Regions from separate parts of the Rattus norvegicus genome. Here region 1 is linked to region 2. The links are chromatin contacts, called in public Hi-C maps. All regions are on one chromosome and are shown on one strand. The core of a region is the stretch at or near the end of the contact, and the rest is flanking DNA. Distances in the headings are between cores, read along the strand shown. Region 1 overlaps Lrrc28 (leucine rich repeat containing 28). Region 2 has its middle 7.8 kb from the start of Mef2a.

Evidence for each region. Hi-C and Micro-C count contacts between places; a contact is called where the count stands out from the background.
Region 1: a contact with region 2 is called in a Hi-C map of liver, with 2.4 times the contacts expected there. The contact joins two enhancer-like sites. A contact is called at or near these places in 1 of 12 Hi-C or Micro-C datasets (liver) and 1 of 1 datasets of contacts at active chromatin or transcription factors (oligodendrocytes).

Annotation. Positions count from the first base shown.
Region 1 is chr1:130,537,777-130,541,016 of GRCr8, reverse strand. Lrrc28 (leucine rich repeat containing 28) reads left to right here. Exons shown (of 10, transcript NM_001108486.1): 10 at 1,380-3,087. The coding sequence ends at 1,452. Among named protein-coding and RNA genes, the nearest start is that of Lrrc28, 120 kb to the left of the region's middle. Within about 2 kb of position 1,481, at least 6 of the 93 cell types and tissues checked have an H3K27ac peak or open chromatin away from gene starts, as enhancers often do. A contact at or near this core is called in liver, where this site is marked.
Region 2 is chr1:130,398,583-130,401,410 of GRCr8, reverse strand. No RefSeq gene overlaps it. Among named protein-coding and RNA genes, the nearest start is that of Mef2a, 7.8 kb to the right of the region's middle. Within about 2 kb of position 1,445, at least 12 of the 93 cell types and tissues checked have an H3K27ac peak or open chromatin away from gene starts, as enhancers often do. A contact at or near this core is called in liver, where this site is marked.

The sequences.
Region 1 (3,240 bases), core at 232-2,731, 140 kb before region 2:
CATCAACCCGAGCCTCTGCCTTGCCTAAAGACCTTTATGTGGTCATTGTCCCAGAGCTGAGCAGTGATAGATTACAGGTACGTCAACTGGAGTTGGGGTCCCCAGCACCAACATATACCAACCTGTCTGTGATTCTAGTGCAGGAATTGGAAATGTGATCCCAGAGCAAGCCAGAACTCCTGCCTCATTATACAGGACAAGAAGCATCTGGCCCCCCACATTTATGCACACACATGCACATTCAAACAGGCACCCACACTACACGCACTTACACATATGAAAAATCAAGATACCTTTATCTGGTACATGATTTGCTATCTCTATATTTGGGCTTTAGCCATGTCTTTCGGCTCGTGAGAAAATGATTCATTAAGGGTCTCCATCGAAATTCTCTCACCGTGTCTTGAACTGAGATTGGAAGAAGCTAAGCATATCTGAGTTTCGGTTGCTTAGTTTGGTTGGGTTTAATTCTGTTCAATCAGAATTGGCCATCTCGCCCCACAGACCTTGAACACCATGATGTTGTAGCTTTTGAGTGTTCCAACTCCTTGCTCCTTTCCATCCGACATTTTGAGAGCATGTGATCAACAGTGCAGCTTCCAAGGAGAAAGGCAGAGATAAGGCAGTCAGCACAAGCAGGCCTGTGAAAACAGGAAACCACTCTTCCCACACCAGACGATGGTCCTCTGGGTGGGAAGGAGACCCTCTGAGAGCCTGTGCTGTCCAGAGTACGTGAGGAGCCCCAGGGAACTCTTGACTCACCCTACAAAGGTGCCCAAGCAGGAGAAGGGCTTCTCCATTATGTAAGGGATTTGTAAGCATTCTGAAATTATTCTGTGAGCACTCTGTGAATGTGTTAGGATAAAGTCCTTCAGATGGTAGGTAGTACTTAAGCTCTGCAGAATGTATGTTTTATAGCTAAATTGGTGGTGCTTTTCATTTTCTTTTTATGTTTTGTTGTTGTTGTTGTTGTTGTTGTTGTTGTTGTTGTTCTGAGAGAGGGTCTGACTCTGGAACTCATAGCAAACCTCCTGCCTCAGCCTCCAGGTACTGGAAATGTAGATGTGAAAAATTATTCTTAGCTGTGATTTTTATAATGTACTTCATATTCTTTGCCCTGTAGAAGATGAAAACGCTTAGCTGTTGTGACAGAGATGGTTGTCACCAAACCCCACTAATGGAGGGAGCACACATGCTCACACTTGCCTTACCTGCAGCCTGGGCTCGATTGAAAATGGCATCTTACTGTTTCTACAATGCAATCTGCTATTCATTCTAGTCACTTGTTTTGACAAAGAAGTGTCTCCAGTCGGAAGAGCCAGAGGCTTCACTCCTGAGTAACAGCACTCCTCTCTCCCTCTGTCTCCCCCAACCCCCAGGAGGACAAGTATTGGCTTCGTGGCCTACTGCTGCTCCGCCCAGTGTCTGCGGACTTTTAACCTGCTGTGTTGACAAACACTCGGAGCCTTAGGAGCACTGCCAGCTCAGCCACTGCAGCTGCCTGCCATCGCCCAGTGTGCGGCCGCCGGGCCAGGAGAGTCCAGCAAGGCAGGACAGACCCTTCCTGTCCTGTCCAGAGGAGAGGCATGCTGAACTCTCTGGAAATGTCTTGATTGGCCTTCACCTTTCCCTCAAGTTGGAATATATCCTGCCCCAAATTAAGGACGTTTTGTCTTCTGTGTCTTTCTTTTTATGTGAGAGTGTCTCATATATAAACTTAGCCAGATGAGCTTCCCCCCATCTAATTTAAAGCAAGCTGCAGTTCCCTAAAGAACTCTTAATCTGATAATAGAACCAAATTAACTGTTGGATGACATACCTTTGGTGATGATCCTCTGCCTTTCCCCAGAGGATGATTTTCCCTTGAGATTATTCTCTGTAGCTTCCGCATTGGAAACTTGTCAGCTTCTAGAGTCTCTGCAGCCCCTATGGCCTCAGCAGCCAGCACAGCAGGAGAGGGAGCCGGGGCTGGCACAGTCAGGCTCCTGCAGAGGGACAGCTGGCTCCAGAGCACACCCTCTGGAAAGTTCCTGTCTTATTTCTAAGTTTTGCAACCTATGAAGACATTTTTTGAGAGAGATTTAAAAACAAAAATGTAATTAAATATACTTTTGTTCTAAACTACTACTACAGAAAAAGACATTTTGAAATGTCTGAGATTTTCTTAGCAAAATTGGAAACGTTGAGGCTTCTAATCCTCTGCTTAGTGGGGCTTAGTGGTATTTACCTGGTACCACCAATGAAATTGCCTTCATTTTCTCAGACTTCTCCCTAGGGAAACAAGGAATGAACGGGTCCACATGAGTTTCCTTTGCCAGAGAGATGAGCTCTCTGGGGGACATCTGATTTGCTCTCCTTTGAAGGGATGCTGCTGTAATCTGCTTTACTTTCAGGAGTCCGTTAGCTTGCTGTGGAGTGAGTGCTGCTTTTGGGGGTGAAAGTTCTATGTTTACTGCTATGATTTATGTAAGACAAGACTGAAAGGAGAATCAAGAAGGGTTACTAGGTGGAAAAACTATTTTCCAAAACTTTGGTTGGTGACATTTTGTTAGCCAGCCTAACTGTAATTCTAGGTTCTAACCGTGCCAAAAATCCTACATAGTTACTGACAAGTGTGTGATCTCTTTGCAGTCACACCACCTGCTGCCCGAAAAGCAGTCTCTCCAAGTAATGGCAGAGGCAGAAAGCGGCCATGCATGCCATGGTTGCCACTGTCCCTACTTCTTCCTGTCCCTTTCACAACTTCTCTGTTCAGCCTTAATATTTCAAAGGCCTACAGTATAATAGGAACTGAGCATCTGGATCAAACGTACCTCTTCTGTCATCCTTCGGAATAATGGAAGTTTCAGCACAACCCTACATGTACATAAGCTGGAAGCAGGAAAATGTGACCTGACACTTCACATATGTGTTTGACTTAAAGGAACGTCAGTGAAATACAGGGCTGCGTCTTTGTTTCACCCTCGACCATCTTATGTCTTAAGTGGAGCTGTGAAATGTCACCCTGATACTCAGGAATTCTCAATGAGAGGTGTGGGATACTTTTGTTCTAACTTGTTTAAATTCTTAATAAAGTGTTTACACTCCAGGTGTCTCTCCTCCTGTTACTGCAGCGTACTGAACACCAGCAGGCCTGGGCACACGACCTCTAGGCTGCCACTCTCAACTTACGGGTACAGCACCTGGGCTTAATTGATGAGAAGTAGAACTCACACAGTGGCTTCTCTGGTGCCGTTCCTC
Region 2 (2,828 bases), core at 196-2,695:
GCAGGAGAAAAGTCAAGAATGCACATTTGAAAACTGCTTAAAACCAACTTTAAAAATACATATGGAGAATCTGCACACATAACCCCACCCCCACCTCCAGGTGAAAGGGTCACACCCAACCTCCTCTCTCACAGGCAGCTACTGCTTTTCTTTATGGAAACTTGAAAGTTTTCTCTAGAAGGATCTCTTATCTGAGCATTGACAACGGATTGTTTGGGATACTTCTTTCCTGTCACTGTAGAGGGCTGCTCTGTGCTCTCCAGAATGTTCAATGGTGTTTTGGGGTTAGAAGTCTTGCCTCCAGAAATGACTGTGTTGAGGGACACTGACACTATTCCCTTGTCATAAGCCATAGTTCCGCCACATCTGGAGTTTCACTCTGTGCTTTTAGGTACCCATGGTTAACCATGGTCTGAAATAGAAATGGAAACTTTCACAAATGCTCAAATCCATGAGCTGTAACTTGTGTCACCTTCTAAGTAACGTGAAACCTTGCTATCTCACTTTGTCCTGCTAGGGATATGACTCATCCCCTTGTCTAGTGTATCTACACTGTATATGTTACCCTCTTGTTAGCTACCTTGCACTTTTCGTGGCTATCAGGTTCACTGTAACCATGCAACAGTGCTTACATTCAGATAAGCCTTATTTTAAAGTTAAGTATGGCCTCAGCTAGCAAAAGAGTGCTGCAAAGGAAGTATCAGATCATAGCACACGAAAGGGTGGATTGACTCTGAAACTGTGTAGCAGTGCTCTGGTATGTGTGAGGCACGGTATACATAGAATTCAGAAATGAGCCACAGGTTCAGGCATCCACTGAAGCCTTAGAATATAACCCCTTTGGATGAAGGGGGACCATTGTATGTATAAGACAGAAGAATAGTATTCTCTTGTGTGTTTGTACTAAAAATGTTTTACCCTCTTTCGATTTGTTTTTTTTTTTTAATTAGTTGTCTGTTATAAATAATTCTGTGAGGAATGCAGGTAAGAACTCCATGGAGAAAACTCAACAGGAAATGGCTAGGCCACAGGGATGCACACTTAATATAGTGTCAAATATTAGTCAGCTCATCTTCTGAAAAAATCGTACCAATGTTCACTTTCCCTAACAGTGTACAAGAATTCTATAAACCCTTGCCAACTCAGTGCCTTCAACAACAACAACAATAACAAAAAACCTTTTCATCTTTTTTTAGCCTGAAGGATAAAAACCGTGGTCTTCCAGTAATCTCAGTTCTGCCCCTGTGCTCTAGCACGGGGTTCTGGAGAGAAGTTGCTCAAAACGCGCCCTCTCTGAGATCCTGTGGCTGGTATAGGAACTCCAACAAGGAGCTCTGAGAGGGCTCTTCTGTCCCTTCTCCTTTCTGCGGGCTATGCTCAACTTGTGTAAGCTTCTGTAAATTGTAAATGATTCTTCAGGAGAGGACCCAGCCCCTTCCAACAGCGTGCTGACGGCGCAGTACGTGCCAGAGCGTGGCTGCTGGAAAGCTCTCTGCATTCCTGTAGGTGTGTGGACGAGAAACGTGTTATCGTTTTCTGTGGCACTCGCCCCTCTGGGTGCTGAGAGGTGCTGTCTGCTTTCATCTGTGCGCTGAGTTACAGATACACATGATCAAATGAAGCCAAGACAAGAATCAAGCCTCATAAAACTCTTGCCTACAGCATGTACCAAGAAATGTTGATCGTGCCAAGACTACACGGGCTGAGCAAAGTCAGGAGTTGTGCAATTACCCAGCAGGGGTTGAGATTTCTGAGAAAAACAGGAACCTCATTGAAAAATCTAAGCACAAAATGAAGCCTATTCTTTTTTTTTTTAGAGGCCATGTTGATATTTCACTAACATGGACATTGGAAACCATGGCTTTCTGATCTCTAGGATTTATTTCCTCAGTAAAGCCCAGCATGAAATAAATTTTCCATTCTTGGATTTTCTGAGTGGCTCATTTTGATTCTAAGTTAAACCGAGATTTTTAGGTAGACCAAAGTGTTCTTTCACTGCCTGATTTTGAACATAGAGTTGTTTTGTTTTTCTTGCCAAGGATGTTGATTGAAAGCCTACTATGTGCCAGACTGTAGAGAAAGTATTAATGAGAAAGACCTTATGAGGACTGGTTGGACTTCCCATTAAAGGAAAGGAGATCCAAGGAGAGGGTCTGGAGCTAGGTGTGTGTGGTGGTCTCTAGCCTACGTTCAGGAACTCCTAGCCTCTGAAGCTTAGCATAATTTAGTTAGGGCCCGCAGGAGATAACCTAAAGAAAGGTCTTCTGGAAAGTCAGCTGAAGGCTTGATGCGATCACTGGCTAGCTACCCCATGCTGAAGAAGAGGTTTCCCTGCCGTAAGTAACACAAGACACTAGGCACTGGAAAAATAAGCAACAAATACTCACCACCTGGGAGACAAGGATACTACATACTGTGTGAGGCTACACAGGGATGACACTCAAGAGCAGTAAGACTCAGAAAGGCCTAAGTGAGGCAAGCTCTGTATGACAATGGGGTGCAGTAGCCATAGTTCCTGCAAGAAGAGGGGATGGATTTGTCTGAAATGTTTGCAGGTTACAAAGAATGTGAAACCTCTTTTAGGTTGAGGATTGGGCGGGAGTGAGAGTGCAGTCAGTCTCCAGGTCCTGTAAAGGTCAAAGAAGCTATGATAGCGTCTGTCAGGTTCCTGAGGACTTCCCTGTTTCTTTCCTAACAGGAGGACAAGGTTAGCATCAATAACATGGACCACGACTCTGCCACTTACAGCTCACCTAACATAAACATACCACCTACATTTGCTGATGCACTCTTGTGAGCTCTGTATTCTTTCGGACCGTCTGGAAAGC